2 separate regions of the Rattus norvegicus genome follow, and region 1 is linked to region 2. Evidence: chromatin contacts called from public Hi-C data. All regions are on one chromosome and are shown on one strand. The core of a region is the stretch at or near the end of the contact, and the rest is flanking DNA. Distances in the headings are between cores, read along the strand shown. Region 1 holds the start of Lamc2 (laminin subunit gamma 2). Region 2 overlaps Nmnat2 (nicotinamide nucleotide adenylyltransferase 2).

Evidence for each region. A called contact is a pair of places that touch in the nucleus more often than the background predicts.
Region 1: a Hi-C map of the A7r5 cell line shows a contact between it and region 2, with 3 times the contacts expected there. The contact joins the promoter of Lamc2 here to the enhancer-like site in region 2. A contact is called at or near these places in 6 of 12 Hi-C or Micro-C datasets (the A7r5 cell line, hepatocytes, kidney and 2 more).

The regions. Positions count from the first base shown.
Region 1 is chr13:67,893,023-67,896,300 of GRCr8, reverse strand. Lamc2 (laminin subunit gamma 2) reads left to right here and starts at 1,607. Exons shown (of 24, transcript NM_001100640.2): 1 at 1,607-1,750; 2 at 1,902-2,101. The coding sequence starts at 2,023.
Region 2 is chr13:67,813,126-67,816,208 of GRCr8, reverse strand. All of the region lies in intron 8 of Nmnat2 (nicotinamide nucleotide adenylyltransferase 2), which reads right to left. Among named protein-coding and RNA genes, the nearest start is that of Lamc2, 80 kb to the left of the region's middle. Within about 2 kb of position 1,723, at least 18 of the 93 cell types and tissues checked have an H3K27ac peak or open chromatin away from gene starts, as enhancers often do. A contact at or near this core is called in the A7r5 cell line, where this site is marked.

The sequences.
Region 1 (3,278 bases), core at 358-2,857, 80 kb before region 2:
GAAAATGAAAACAGTTGAGACATGGTAGACAGTGGAATCTGTGCTAAAAACCAAATTTTGTCTTTAAGATTTTATTTTGCAGGGCGCTATGCCCTGTTCCTCCAGCACTGTGGACTTGGTCAATATTTTCAGTCAGTGGGTGGTAGATATGCAAGGTTCATGACACTCAGAAATGCGTGCTCTGTCTCTCTCTCTCTCTCTCTCTCTCTCTCTCTCTTTGTGTCTCTGTCTGTCTCTGTCTCTCTCTGTTTGTCTCTCTGTCTGTCTCTGTCTCTCTCTCTCTTTTTGTCTCTGTCTCTCTCTGTCTCTGTCTCTCTCTGTCTCTGTCTCTCTGTCTCTGTCTCTCTGTCTCTGTCTCTCTGTCTCTGTCTCTCTGTCTCACTCTCTCTCTCCACCACGCAGCAGCTACTGGAAGAAACAAAATTGTAGATGCCTGATCTCAGGGAACTGTAGCGTTAGCAGTAGCTGGACACCGATTTTGAGTGAGAAGGATCTTCACATTATTTGGACGGAGTAGAAGAGAGTTAAGTCTAGGTTAAGAGAATTAGAATGCCCGTTCTATCGTTCATTTTGCGCTAGATTTTAGAGATGTCAGCCTGTCTGTAGTAGCCCATCTTGCTTCTGTTGTTCTTCAGTGCTTTACCCACTTCCTGGTTAGAACCAGGCATCTACTTCGGACTCTATGTTCTATACAAAGCCAGACACATCTCTCCCGGTCAGCCTACACTGGTCACTACTACTTAGAAATGGGAATTCTCACACCCTCTGACAATATGCATGGCTTACATTGTTAGTTATCTTAGAGTGTTGGCTGCAGAGCTATCTACAGTACCGTCATTCATTTAGTCACTGACTAGGTATTTATTGAGGGCCTTTGCTGTCCTTACCATGGGAAAAGGGAGTGTTTATTGGTTGTGGTGGATACATTGTGTCTATAGAAATACTAGTAAATCTTAAATCTCTAGCAGGATTGGAAAGCCTTCTCTGACAGTCACTTCTGAATTATTCACCTTAGGAGAAGTTCCCAGGACGGTGTAGGATAGGCCAAGATTGCCTCCCCTCCCCCACTTGGTGTTACTCACCTCGGCTAGCACATGGACTTGACTGGTACCGTTCCTCTTAACGTCGCTCCAGCGGGGCCAGAGTGAATGGCATGACAAAATATGCTCTAAGATGTTAAAAGACTAGGAAATCATGGTCCTTTTTCCCTTATGAACAGAAGGCTTGTTGACTACCAACTGTGAACTAGCTCTTTGGAGGCTGGCCTGCAAACTGTTAGTAATTTAATGAGTTTGCTATCTCAAGGTTAAGGGGGTAGGTAGACCCAGGAAAGAATCTTTGGGTCACCCTGGTGGTAGAGTGTGTGTGTGTGTGTGTGTGTGTGTGTGTGTGTGTGTGTGTGTGTGTGTGTGTTTAGGTGTGAATAAAATACCTGCTGCAGCTCAGAATTAAAGTTGCCCTGAGAGTGAAGAGGATCTTGTTGGGTCCCTCAGTCTGGTTAATTTGCCTCTCTGTGTTTTAGACCAGAGTGGAGGGGGCTTCCGACTGTGACCGAGATCAGCATCCGTGTCCTCTCTCCACCCTGGTTTGAGGAAGAGGTGGCTGATGTCTATCACCCTGAGTTCCCTCCAGGACCACCCCGGGAGAGAACGGCTGTGTGTAAAGGGGTGCGGGGGGGGGGGGAGGATGTGGTACATTCCAGAAGGATCTCTAGACCGCAGCCTCTGCACCACGCCCTCGGCGGGGCCAGGTGTGCGCCCCGGTTGCGGAGGGGGGAGCCCGGGCCGCAGTGAGCGGGTTTACTGCTCGGCGTGCGCTGAGTGTTTGTCTGCCTCGGAGGGTTGGGTCCTCCTTGTTCACAGGTGAGTCACGCCCCGAAACACCAACTCTCTTCCTGTCAGGACTGAGTCAGGTAGAAGAGTCGATAAAACACCTGATCGAGGTAAAAGGAAGGCACAGCGGGGCGAAGACTCCGGCGCCCGGCAGGCACCCGCAGCGGCAGCGACCGAGCGCGGCCCGGCCATGCCTGCGCTCTGGCTCAGCTGCTGCCTCGGGGTCGCGCTCCTGCTGCCAGCAGCCCAGGCCACCTCCAGGAGAGAAGGTGAGTGCTCCCACCGCGCCTCAGGCCAACTTGCCCTTCCCTGGTGATGGTGATGGTGATGGTGGTTGAATTCACCTGGATCTCTGCAGGGCGCCCATCTCCCTACCTGGGGCTCCTTCAGAGTCACTCTAAAGTGACAGTTTTCCCATAAAGCCCCTGGAGATAAAAACTCGAAGCTGTTGGGTTGTGCCAGCCAAGGGTTTCCTCGCCCTAAAGCCATTCCTCTTTCAATTTCCTCCCTTTCTTTTCTTTGGCACTAGGGGACCCCTCCACACACGATCAATCAGTAACATGCTAGTCTTTAAACTGTCCCTGTAATTTACCATGCCCGGCAGCACCACGCAGACTAAAAACAGAACTTCCTTAATCCCCTTGTTATCCGTGTTGTATTTTTGAGATAGAGCGTGAACTTTAAGCGTTTTGGTAATACCCAAAACTGCAAGTGTTACTTTTTACAAGTTTCACCTTCCATGTATTTATTGGACTCAAACCTCAAGTATCATTTACTCTTACTGAGAGAGTACCCGGTGGCTGTCCTGAGTGAGGAGTTAAGTTCATGCAAACAAAACATTGTGAGAACCTAGCGACTGTTTTTCGTGTACATGTGCCCTGTCAACTATGATGACACATAGTGCGGGGTTTCCCTGTCATTTAGCAGAGGCTCTTTCCTCTGATCACACGACTTTTCACATTCAGGTTTATTGTTGCTTCCTGAACTCCGTGGCATTCTAGTCACCACTGCCATGGATCCGAGGTCACAGTGCATCGATCATGCAAAATTGTCACCAAAAAGGGGTATCTGTGGAAGGATAGACATATCACGTTCATCTTCTTGACCACAGTAACCTTTGCACTAGTCGGATCAAAACCTGTTGTGTACTTTAGATATGTGAAATGAATCTTTTACAAAAAGCATGTGAACGTAGTCATGAAGGGTAGGCTCCCCGTGAGTCAGGATAAACTAGTTGAAACCTGGTAGAAAACATTCTGAGAGTGAAAACAGTCTCTGAATATTAGAATTAAAAGTAACTGTGTATAGATCAGCAACTAAGACTCCTTTGATTGAAAAGTTGCACAAGGCCACCCAAGCAGTGGCAGAACCTTTGATCCAGGTGTTCTTAGCTTTTTTGACCTCATTATAAAAGTAATTTATATATATGTATATGTATATATATAT
Region 2 (3,083 bases), core at 474-2,973:
GTTTTTGAGTGTATTGAAGGATGATGGGCAAGTTAACGTTCAGTGACTCATATCTTGCAGTGACTAACACATTATGAGCAACGGGCACAAACAGCCAAACGAAACAAGCAGAGCCCTGATCATAATGATAGGGGATTTCATTCCAACACAGAGAGGTCATTCGGGTGTTTTAATCAGCGGGCTCAACTTCATTGGCAATAAGACCGATCCTTCAAGACGCACTGAAGGCGTGGAAGGAAGGCTTCACTGGTACTATCCAGTGAGATCACGCTAAAGCAGGGCTCAGAGCCCTGCTCACTTTCTTCTCAGGGTCCAGCACACCAGCGGCTCCGGCCTCCTGTGTTTTTTGTAGATGGCAGTCAGGGATGCACGGGGCCATCAGTAAGCATTTACCACGGGCTCTGCCACGTGCCAGCAACTCTCCCCGGGGCTTTATTATCTCATCTCATCCTTACAGTGGCCTTCTGAGATGCGTGTCTCCGTTCTCATTTCTTAGATGGAGGAACCAACTTGATGAGATTCAGGAACATGTCCTACGTACACAGCTAGTGATCGAATCTGATCCCTCTTGGGTCGCTCTTTCCACCGCTTCACACTTCTAGATCCATCGATAAGACTCATATTATAGTGACTTGAAACTTCTTCAGTTTAAAAAAAAAAAAAATCACAACTCCGGCCAGGCGTGGTGGCACGCTGCTAATCCCAGCACTTGGAAGGCAGAGGCAGGCAGATCTCTATGAGTTCCGGGCCAGCCTGGTCTACAGAGCCAGTTCCAGGACATCCAGGGCTCAGAGAAACCTTCTCTCATAAAAAAGTAAAATAAAATAAAATTTAAAAAACAACAAAAAAATACCACAAGTTGAAAATATACCTTGTGTATGTGGTGGCGTATTCCTATAATCCCAGAACTCAAGGACTGAGGCAGGAAAATCATGGATCATTTTTTTAAAAAATGAAAAACAAAACAAAAAAACTAGACATAAAGGAAGGAAAATACCCACGACCACCACCACCTTGCTCTTAAAAAAAAAAAAAAAAAAAAATCAATCCTTACCAGGTATCCTCAGTTCATTGCTCTCTGTCGCCCCCTAGAGCATGCAGCTGTAGGCACTTCTAGGTGGGGAAAGAAACGGGAGAATGGCGCGCGTAAATCCCCATCTGTGAGAACCACTCCCCTGCAGAGCATCCTCTGTACCCCTCTGGCTTCTACCCTTCTGAAGGAAAGGCTAGGCCAGAGCTAGTGTGATCAGAGTCGGGCAGCCAGGAGTGCACTTCCAGGATGGCCCTCGACGCAAACAAATGAAAGCTCCTTCAGCGGGGCTTCCCAGAGGAAACCAACCCCACTGCGCTGTCAGCTTGACTGGGAGTGTGGGAAGGCCCAGAGTTCCGGCCTCGTGTCCAAAGCCAGAAAACCAAATCCACAGCGCCTTTTACACGAAATCCTTGAGCAGAAATCAGCCTCCAAATTTAGCATCACTGGGACTGAAGGCCCTTTCGGCTGTGGATTATTCAGTTTGGGTTTTAGCAATGTGGGGACCTAATCCCCCGGGGCTGGAAGAGTCCGGCTGGCTTCCTGCTTCCGGGCTGGAGTTAGGCAGTTTGATAAAAAGTCATCTGAGCCTGAATAACCACATGTTTGTCTTTGCCCCATTTATCCTGGGGCCCTGGGATTTCTTCTGGAGTAGTTAATGCCCCCAGCTCTTCCTCTGTTTATTTTCTTTGGTTATGTTCCCATAGCTGATGGATGTAGGAAGCCGGTTAGTCCATAACTGGTTGGTTGGAGGCATGTAGGGCACAACCAATGAAAAGAATGCGAGGCTTTAAGAAGTTCAAGAGAAAGAGAGTTTCCTCACTGGCCGCCTTCTGGTGTCTGGAATTACACCTTTAGGCATTTAATACTTTGAGTTAAACATTAACTCGTGCTTGTTTAAAATGGCAATACCCTGAGAATGGCCAGTACAGGCAATGATCACACTCAGTGATTTAGATCACTCCATCAAAAACCAGCGCCTCTCCAAACGAAAAGGATCGACTCGCTTCTCTGCCTTCGCCTCCCAAGCCATCCATCGCCTCCCAGAGGCTTGTGCCCTCTACTGGGTCTTTCATAGCCTCCTCCCTACATGAAAACCTTTTCTCTTTGTGACTACTTAACCTGGATCAGGTGATTCAATGCCCAGCTTGTGCCTTCACCTGGGCCTGCTTTGAGGGATGCCTGTCATTCTTCCACAGGTTCATGTTAACTGAATCAAGGATCTGAAGAATCACGTGAGGCCCTGTTCTGCCAATCAACAGCTGTGCTATGTAGAGCAAGTCCCAACCTACTTAAGCCCCCCTCTTTGTATATATTTTTAAATTGTTATGTTTGTTTATTTAGTGTGTGTGTGTGTGTGTGTGTGTGTGTGTGTGTGTGTGTGTGTACGTGTACACGTCATGTTGTGTGTGTGGAAGCCAGAGGACAATCCACCTGAACCAGTTCTCTCCTTGTCCCACGTGAGTTGAGGCTTGAACTCAGGCCATCAGTCTTGTCCTAAGTGCCTTTACTCACTGAGCCACCTTGCCAGTCCCCTTTCTATATTTTTTTTCCCTTTCTATATTTTTAAGATGGGAATAGAGATCCCATCTCAAAGGGGTTACGTCCGACAATCTATGAGATACGGCTGAATAAAATTCATTGTCTTTCCTGCTGGAAAGCAAGATGACTAACCAAATATTTTATCTCTCTCTGTTCTCCTAGCCATAGACTAGTGATTGTTGCCAACAGTTGGTGCTCAATCAATGTTTCAAACTGAAAGGATGAACCCAGGCTGGTGAGGCCTCCTTTAATCTTAACTGCTAACATGGCTGAGGAAGGAGGATCATTAGTTAAGAAAACTTAGGAAAGCCCTATCTTTAAAATGAAAAACAAAACAAAACAAAAAACCCCCAAAAAACAAAAACAAACAAACAAACAAACAACACCGGCTGGAAAGACGGCTCAGCAGGTCGGAGTGCTTATCACACATGTCTGACAGCCTGAGTTCGATCCCCAGCACCCACGCAAAGGTGGAAAGAGAGAACCAGCTCCACAAAGTTGTCTTCTGACT